2 separate regions of the Ovis aries genome follow, and region 2 is linked to region 1. A link is a contact called in public Hi-C data. All regions are on one chromosome and are shown on one strand. Each heading gives the region's core, a stretch centred on a gene start, on an enhancer-like site or on the middle of the called end of the contact. The rest is flanking DNA. Distances are from core to core; before and after follow the strand shown.

Evidence for each region. Hi-C and Micro-C count contacts between places; a contact is called where the count stands out from the background.
Region 2: a Hi-C map of hypothalamus shows a contact between it and region 1, with 2.3 times the contacts expected there. The contact joins two enhancer-like sites. A contact is called at or near these places in 4 of 16 Hi-C or Micro-C datasets (blood, hypothalamus, muscle and 1 more).

The regions. Positions count from the first base shown.
Region 1 is chr18:66,053,525-66,057,396 of ARS-UI_Ramb_v3.0, reverse strand. It overlaps ZFYVE21 (zinc finger FYVE-type containing 21), which reads right to left. Exons shown (of 7, transcript XM_027957458.3): 2 at 2,412-2,462; 3 at 2,117-2,285; 4 at 1,680-1,755; 5 at 1,502-1,599; 6 at 1-120. Among named protein-coding and RNA genes, the nearest start is that of ZFYVE21, 7.6 kb to the right of the region's middle. Within about 2 kb of position 2,241, at least 11 of the 54 cell types and tissues checked have an H3K27ac peak or open chromatin away from gene starts, as enhancers often do.
Region 2 is chr18:66,186,938-66,190,809 of ARS-UI_Ramb_v3.0, reverse strand. No RefSeq gene overlaps it. Among named protein-coding and RNA genes, the nearest start is that of TDRD9, 12 kb to the left of the region's middle. Within about 2 kb of position 1,714, at least 15 of the 54 cell types and tissues checked have an H3K27ac peak or open chromatin away from gene starts, as enhancers often do.

The DNA of each region.
Region 1 (3,872 bases), core at 992-3,491:
CCGTCGCCTGCCTCCTGCTGCCCTCGGCGTCCTCGCCGGCTGTCAGCATGAGCTGCGTCAGCCCCTCCGCCCCCGGGGTCGTGTACTGCAGGGTCATGCCTGTGGCCCTCGCGTTGCCTCCTGGAGTGGGAACAAGGTAAGGATGCCCCGAGCGGCCTTGAACACCAGGGTGTCAGCAGCCCCAAAGCAGCGGCCCGGGCGCCCCTCCCTGGCCCTGGTGCTGGCCTCTCAGGGGGCCTGTGTCAGGGCAGCGGCTGCCTGGTGGCCGACCCTGAGCTCACAGGGTGGGCAGGAGCCCGGGTCAAACACTCGCACCCCATGGCTAAGACCCTGCGCCAGGCTACACCTGCCTGTCGTGCTGGCCTCACACCCACCCCACCGCTGGGCGCCAGGGTCAAAGTGGAGGAGCCAGGCCACCGCAGGACACGAGCTCCTGGACGGCTGTCTTTGGGGGACCGCCTGACGCCAGTCCCCGCAGCTCAGAACCCAGCCCGAAGTGCCATGCCTCCAAGGCTTTCACAAGCCGCGGTCCCAGCTGTGTCAGCCGGCTTACCCCGGCCTGGGCTCTCTGAAGGGGCGCCACCCTCACCCCCACCCCCGCTCTGGGGCAGCCCCCTGCCTTCTGCCCACCACCTGCTCCTGGAAGGGGGCTTTCCCGATTCCTGGGACTGTTGAATTTTGAGAGCCTGTAGCCGGCAGGGCTGAATCGACGTTCAGCCCGACCCTGGACAGAAAATGGGCGACCCTGCTGCGGACAGCGCAGGCGCGGGGACCCTCCCTGCCCTCCCCCGCCCCGCGCACCTCCGCTCCGGAACACGGTTCTGGGCACGGACTGACCGGTTCCAGGAAACCGGGCAGAGCAGGGCTCCCTGCGCCCCCGGAGCCGCCACAAGGGGGCGCGGCGCCAGCAGCCCCGGCCCCGGCCCCGGGGAAGCCCGCCCCCCAAGCGGCCGCCACCCGCTCCCGTTCCTCCCCAGGCCGGGCCCGGCGGACACTGGCCGCGGAGCAGGGCTCCCCCTCAGGAGAGGACGGCCGAGCCCAGGGACAGACGGCTTCACGGTTTGGCCGCCTCAGGCCCGAGTGTGTCACGGGGAGCCCCCCTCCCCGCCCCGCAGACACGCTGACCTTCGGCGGCGGGCCGGCTGGCGGGGAGGCTGGTGTGAGAGAGACTGTCTACGTCCGGCAGGCAGGCAGAAGAGGACAGCAAGGCCGGTCAGAAATCAGAGAGAGGGCTCGGGTCAGCCTCCGCGCTCGGACCCGAGGCCCAGGAGTGGGGTTCAGGGCAGAGGGCCGGGCCGGGCCGAGCTCCCCGAGGAGGCCCGTCTCCGCAGACCCTGGGGGGCGGCGGCGATGGGAGCCCCACTGCAGGCCCTGGGGAGCCAGGTGATGCCAGCCACGAGGGACGGGACGGAAGAGCGCGGAGCGCACGTCCAGGGAACCTCCTCTCGGCCTCACACGCCCGCGAGCGGAGCCCCGGAGCCCCCGGGCCCGCGGCGCCTACCTCCGGGAGGGAGGCCCTCCGTGAGCATCTGCACGGCGGCGATGCGCGCCACCTCCACCTCGCGGTGATCGTCCCCGTCCCCGTCCAGAAGCAGGAACCTGCAACAGACAGAGGCGTCCGTGCCACGGCCCTCCGAGGCTCCGGGCGCCCAGTGCCAGGCGGAAGCGCCCGCCCTCACCTCTGGTTGCTGGAAAGACGGCAGACCATCGTGTCCGGCTTCTCGGAGTTACCGAAAGTCACGAGGAAGGTGGCGCCTGCGGAGGGGACCAGACGTGAGCACGCGGCAGCTCCCGCGCCGCCCTCTCCAGGCCAGGGACACGCGCAGAGGACAGAAAGGAGCGAGGCGGCGGCGGGAAGGGTGTGACGGGGTCGGGGTGCAACGCCGGAGGCCAGAAGCGCCGCCTGGGGCTCCCCCAGGCCCGGATCGCAGGGCGCAGACCCGCCCCCAGGGAACCCCCAGGGCAGCCCGGCCCGCTGCTGCCAGGCGGGCCTGCGGGCGGGGGGTCGGGGAGAGGGCTGCCAGGTCCTGGGGGCTCCGCCCGCCCGGAGCCCCGAGGCGGCTGGGACCACACCCGGCGGAGTCCCACCCACCGACCCCGCCCGCCCGGCGCTCACCGCTCAGCAGCAGCTTGAGCTGCCGGTCGTAGAAGTCGGCCTCGCGCCGCGACACCGGCGCGCACCCGGCGCACTGCCGCACCGGGTCCACGAAGCACATGCGCCGCAGCGCCACCTTCTGGCCGCAGCACTTGTCGCAGAAGCACTTCCCGCACCGGCGGCAGTGGTGCTGGGGACGCGGGCACCGGCGTGAGCACCCCGCAGACAGACCGCGGGCACCAGCGGCCGCCGCAACGCCTCCAGGGACCCCCCCACACACCGCACCGGGGCCGCCCTCCTGCCCCGCCCAGCTCACCTTCCTGGTGAGAAAGTCAAACTTGGTGTCACACTGCATGCATCTCGGGCACTAGGAGACAAGGGGACAGGGGTCAGGCCGCGCGGCCCGGCCGGCCGCCCGCACCCAGGGCCGGCCAGGAGACACCGCAGCGGCGCGGCGGCCAGCCGGCGGAGGTGGTGCCAGGCCCAGCCGCCCAGGGCTCGGGAGGGGAGCCTGGGGACAGTGCTCCCGGGACCGGCCTGGAGACGGCCACGTCGTCACCCAGCCACAACCACAGGAGCGCCCAGACGGGTCGCCTGGCAGTGGGGACGGGCTGCCCCCACGTGGCAAGGCCCGGCCTCTGCAGTGGGAAAGCCGCTCACTCCAAAGATGGGGGACGGGAAATGCCGCCACCGGGCAGGGGGCCAGGCGCCCTGACCGTGTGACCCTCGCCTAACCCGCCCCCCGTGGGTCCTGGCCAGCAGGACCAACCCTGCCGTCCTCTGCCGGCTTCACTCGGGGCAGCCAGAACCCAGGCGGGCTCTGCTCCTGCTCCCAAGACAGGGCTTGACCGTGACACCCGCACCCCTCCCCCCAGACCCAACTCAGGGCCGCCGGCCCACCATTCCCAGTCGGCCTTCTCCAGGGGTGGGTGGTAGGCAAGGCCAGTCTGCAGATGCCCCCTGCCACAGGCTGCCAGGACCCTGCGCTGAGCGCCCGACTAAGCTTTACGTGATCCCGTGATGTTTTCTTGTTTTCTCTTTGTTCTTCAGCGGCTTTCCCGGGACACAGGGCCTGGCCCTCCAGAATCACCCGCAGAGTGCCCACCTCGGGCACGAGCTGGCGAATCCCAGGGCTGCTGCCCCCACCAGCCCCGCCACTGCCTCTCCCCGTCACTTCTGGAACCTTCTGTGTTTGGCACTCAGGCCTCCACCTGGGGCAGGGCCTCTGTGTGCCACACTCTCCCATGACCTCACACATCCGCCCGCCGCAGAGTCCGCGGGATGAGGGTGCAGTCGTGGAGGCTGACCCTGCTCCCCCCTTGCCAGGAGGCTCATGTCTGAGCAACTGAGAGAGCAAGTTCTAAACTAAGACCACAGCAGAAGGTAAAATACACTCCCTGAAAAATATTAGTGAGCTAGACATTTTGTATTAGTCTAAATAAACCAATGAGGTTATTCAGAAAACAGATTTTTAAATAAGGTAATTTTCCTACGGATTATATAAGAGAAAAGAAGCTTTTAAAATTATGAAGAGAATGATTTGACATGAAAATAAAGTTAAATGAATAAGAGTAGCGGATGAAGACATGAGTCAAGAATTCATACCTGGTCTGAGACCAGCTACACCGAAAGGAGACGCCAGCCCAGGCTGGGGCCCAGCTCTGCGGCCTGAGCAGCTGACTGGACCCAGAGGAGAGGCCCCGGGGTGGGGGACCGCCATCCGAGGAGACGTCCGAAAACCAGGGACCAGCAGCCTGCCCCCTGTCCCCCCCGCGAG
Region 2 (3,872 bases), core at 465-2,964, 130 kb before region 1:
TCCCAGTTAGCGCAGGAGTCGGGGGTCACATCTAGGCACTCACGCTCCCATGGTCTGTAAATGTTTGCTAAACAGATGATTCTGCCGCTTAGGACTGTGACCTCCCTAAGGCTCCCTTTTCTCATCTGGAAAATGAACAGGGAAGTTCTAACAGGGTTACTGTGGAGCTCAGGAAGAGGAGGTGTGGGAAAGCGTGTGTTATTCAAACTATAAAAGGCTTTAGAGGTAAGGCAGTGTTAAATCACATACTAGGTGGAATGAGAGACTCATTCCACCAGGAGAAGGTTTTGTCCAGAAGTCACTTATAAGGCAAGATACATAATAAAAAAAATCTCTTTTAGCTTGACTGATACAAATGAACGCTGCATGGTGTTTTTCTCCGTCTAAGACAGTTACCAATACCCCTAGAGTTGCATTCAAAAAGTAGGTCCTGCCGCAGTCGGCGCAGGGTAGCAGTGCGGTGGCCGTGTCTCCCTGTGGAGTAGACTGGGGCCCGGGGCTCGGGCTGGTCTCCGGGCGCCTTCCCTTCTCCGAAGGGCAGTGGCCGTCCCTGCTTGTCATTGGTTCTCCAGCACTGGTGTCAACTCAGGCCCATGGATGGTGCCTGAGAAACGGCTGCCGCTTCCAAATGGGGTCTCTGAGCCTTGGTTTCTGTTGTAAAACGGGGATAAAACCCACTTTTCAGCCTTGCTGGCTCTGACAGGGCACTGGCGTGAAAGTGTTGTACAGTCCCAGAGGGCCTTGGCGTTGAAGCTGGGTGCAGGGTTCCATTCTCTTGCCAGAATAGCATTTTCTCCGATAACTGCCTCCAGAGGATGAGTCAGCTCTGCAGTTCAGAAGGACCTCATTTTAAAATTTGCTCATCTGGGCCATCTGTTCCGAGATGGCATCCCCTGGAGGGCTGTCAGCAGGGATGAGCAGGCCCAGCATTTCCAGCTTCCTTCAATGTAAGAAGAAGCCTGAGAACTTGTGTTTCTCACAGGTTCCCAGGACCACACTTTGAGAACTGCGGATCATACAAAAAACGCACCCACCCAGAGCCCCTAAGGCCCAGTCCACCAGTGTTCACCCACGTTCCCACGGTGCTGCCCGTGAGCACAGTCAGTCCTGAGACCCGAGCAAGGTGGGGCTGTAGTCCCGTGTTACAGAGGAGCCTGAGGCTGAGAGATGGGCAGTGATGTGCCAGGGGTTGGGTAGCCAGGGCTGGGACCAGGACTTGGACTCCGAGAAGCCGAGCTCTGTCCGGAGAAGGAGAAGGTGAGGCCCGGGAACAGGCCCTGGCGTCCGCAGAGGTGTTGCTGTGGGGACCCTGGGGGCAGGCCCCCTCTGCCGCGAGCCGGTCCCCGTGGTGACAGTCATGGGGGAGCAGTCTGCAACAGATGCTCGCTGCTCACCTAGGGCCTGTGCAGAAAATGAGGCGAGGGGCTGCTGGGACCGTGGGAGCGGGCCCTGTGGCTCGTGAGTGCTGTGCAGAGGAGCGGCCCACCCCGGGGTACACCAGCCGGTCTCTGTTCTGTTTACTTCCTGAGTTCGTTACAGTGACCAGGAATTGAACCCTCAGCCCCTGCATCGGAAGGTGCAGTCTACCCGCTGGACCAGCAGGGAAGTGCCGCCGGCTGGTTTCCTGGCCCTGCCTCCTGAGTGGGGTAGGTGGCCGAGGGAAGCGCTTGTGTTGCCCTCTTGCTGTTTCGCCCATGGCAGCCTGTAGGGGGAGCTGGTGTTCGCTGCCAGCCCGGCATCGCCAGGCTTCCTGTGGGCGCTGAGCACGGAGCTGGGCCGGCCGGGGGCGGTGCTGGGGGCGGGGAGGGGCCCTCCACCGGGGAGGGGCGCGTTCAGAGCAGCCCTCAGGAGGTGCCGACCAGAGAGGCCTGGAGCCAGCTGGGAGCGAGAGCAGCCAGTTTCTTTTTCAGACGGTGCCACAAGGGGGCCCTTTACCCTGAAGTCTGCCTGCCGCCCGTCCTGGCCTAGTACTCTGCTCCTCACCCTGAACCGGTTGGGGGGGAGGGGGGATCCTGAGACAGGTGGGGGAGAACACAGCTCCAGCATCTAAAGGGCTACCTTTGAACAATGTGTTTCAGCCTCAAAGAAGCTTCTGGGAGGAGGCACATGTCTCCTGTCATTGTATATCGCAGGGGTACCTGCACCCCAGTCAAGCTGTAAAGCAGCTGTAAGGTGACTGATCCTAAATTCCAGATTATGTGAAGGGCGCTAACTCAACCTCTTTCCACCTGGTATCTCATGGAGGACCAGGTGTTAGCATCAGGCACTCAATGAAAGCAAAAGCTTGTACTTTGAGAAGATAAAATGGACAAACCGTTTAGGTGGACTGGTGAAGAGAAAAAAGAAATAGTGTCAAGAAAGAGGGAGATGCCGTTACTATAGATTCTAAGACCCTGAAGGGATGAGGACTTCCCTGGTGGCCCAGTGGATAGGAGCCACCCCTGGCCCAGGAAGGTCCTGTGCGCTGCTGGGCAATGGAGCCCTTGGGACGCCACAGCGGGGCCTGTGCCCTAGAGCCCGCGCCGCAACTGCTGAAGCCAGCACAGCGAACAGCCCAGCATCCCAACAAAAGCAGCCCCACTCGGCCACAACTCCAGGGACCCCACGCACAGCAACGAAGACCCAGCCTAGCCGATAAGCAAGCAAGGGAACATCACAAAAGACCAGAAGATTCTACAGGGTGCATGAAGTAGACAAGTTCCTTGTAAGATACAAACCACTAAAGCTCACTCCAGAAGAAATGGGAATATGAATAGCACTCTCTCTCTCTTTTTTTTTTTTTAGCACTCTCTCTCTTAAAGAAGTTTAATCTGTAGCTGAAAACTCTGGAAACTCCAGGCTCAGATGGCATCCCTGGTGAGTCACACCAAATTTTGAAGAATGATGTAATAACCAATTGTACACAAATTCTTGCTTAACAGAACAGGGGGAAGCACTCCCCGCTCATTCTGTGAGATCAGCACCAGCTGCTCTCAAGGGATGAGAAGCAGAGAGACGTTAAAAACTGCAGACCAGTGTTCCCGCTTGAATGTAGATGCCGAAGTCTTCCGACAAAATTGTAGCAAATTAAATCCCATCAAAAGTAAAAAGAATAATCATGACCAATGTTTGAAATTTTAAGAGGTTTAAGATTCAAAACTAAACAGGACATGTAGGAATTCCCAGGTAGCTCAGCTGGTAAAGAATCTACGTGCAATGCAGGAGACCCTGATTCGATTCCTAGGCTGGGAAGTTCCAAGAAACCCTGACTAGGATTAGGCTTAAGGTTATGCTAGCAGATCCCCCAAGAGAAGAATCTGGCAAACAGCAGAGAACCTACTGATTCTTAAGAACAAAGACAGCACGACCTTCAGCTGACTGCTAGCCTGGCTCCAACACTTTTCTCGAGGGAGTAGGAATCACTGGCATGCTCCTTAATAGGCACGCTGACCTATATATTTTAATACATGTTACAACGCCAAAACTAAAATAGTAGTAGTGAGGGAGTGGTGGAGTGGGAGGTTGAGGTCTGCAGATGTAATTAGACTGTATATGGAAATTAACATTGTAAATCATCTATACATCAATTGAATTAGTAGTTGTTTCTTAGGGCAGTATGCTGTTATGTGTAGGAGAAATAAGGTGTTCTTTGCTTAACTAAGGAAAAAACATAGCTCGTCGTATTACAATGACAAGGAAAAACAATATGATCATCTCAAGAGATGACAAGAGAATTAGGGTTAAGCGTCCATTCATGTGAAGTTTCTCATCTAAGCAAGGGTAGAGAGTGACATCCACCACGTAAGTGCGTGTGTGAGCACTTCCAGCGAAGGCCATCCTCAGTGGAGAGGCTGACTGCTTCCCCTTTATGACTCTGGGAAGATGGGGTTGTC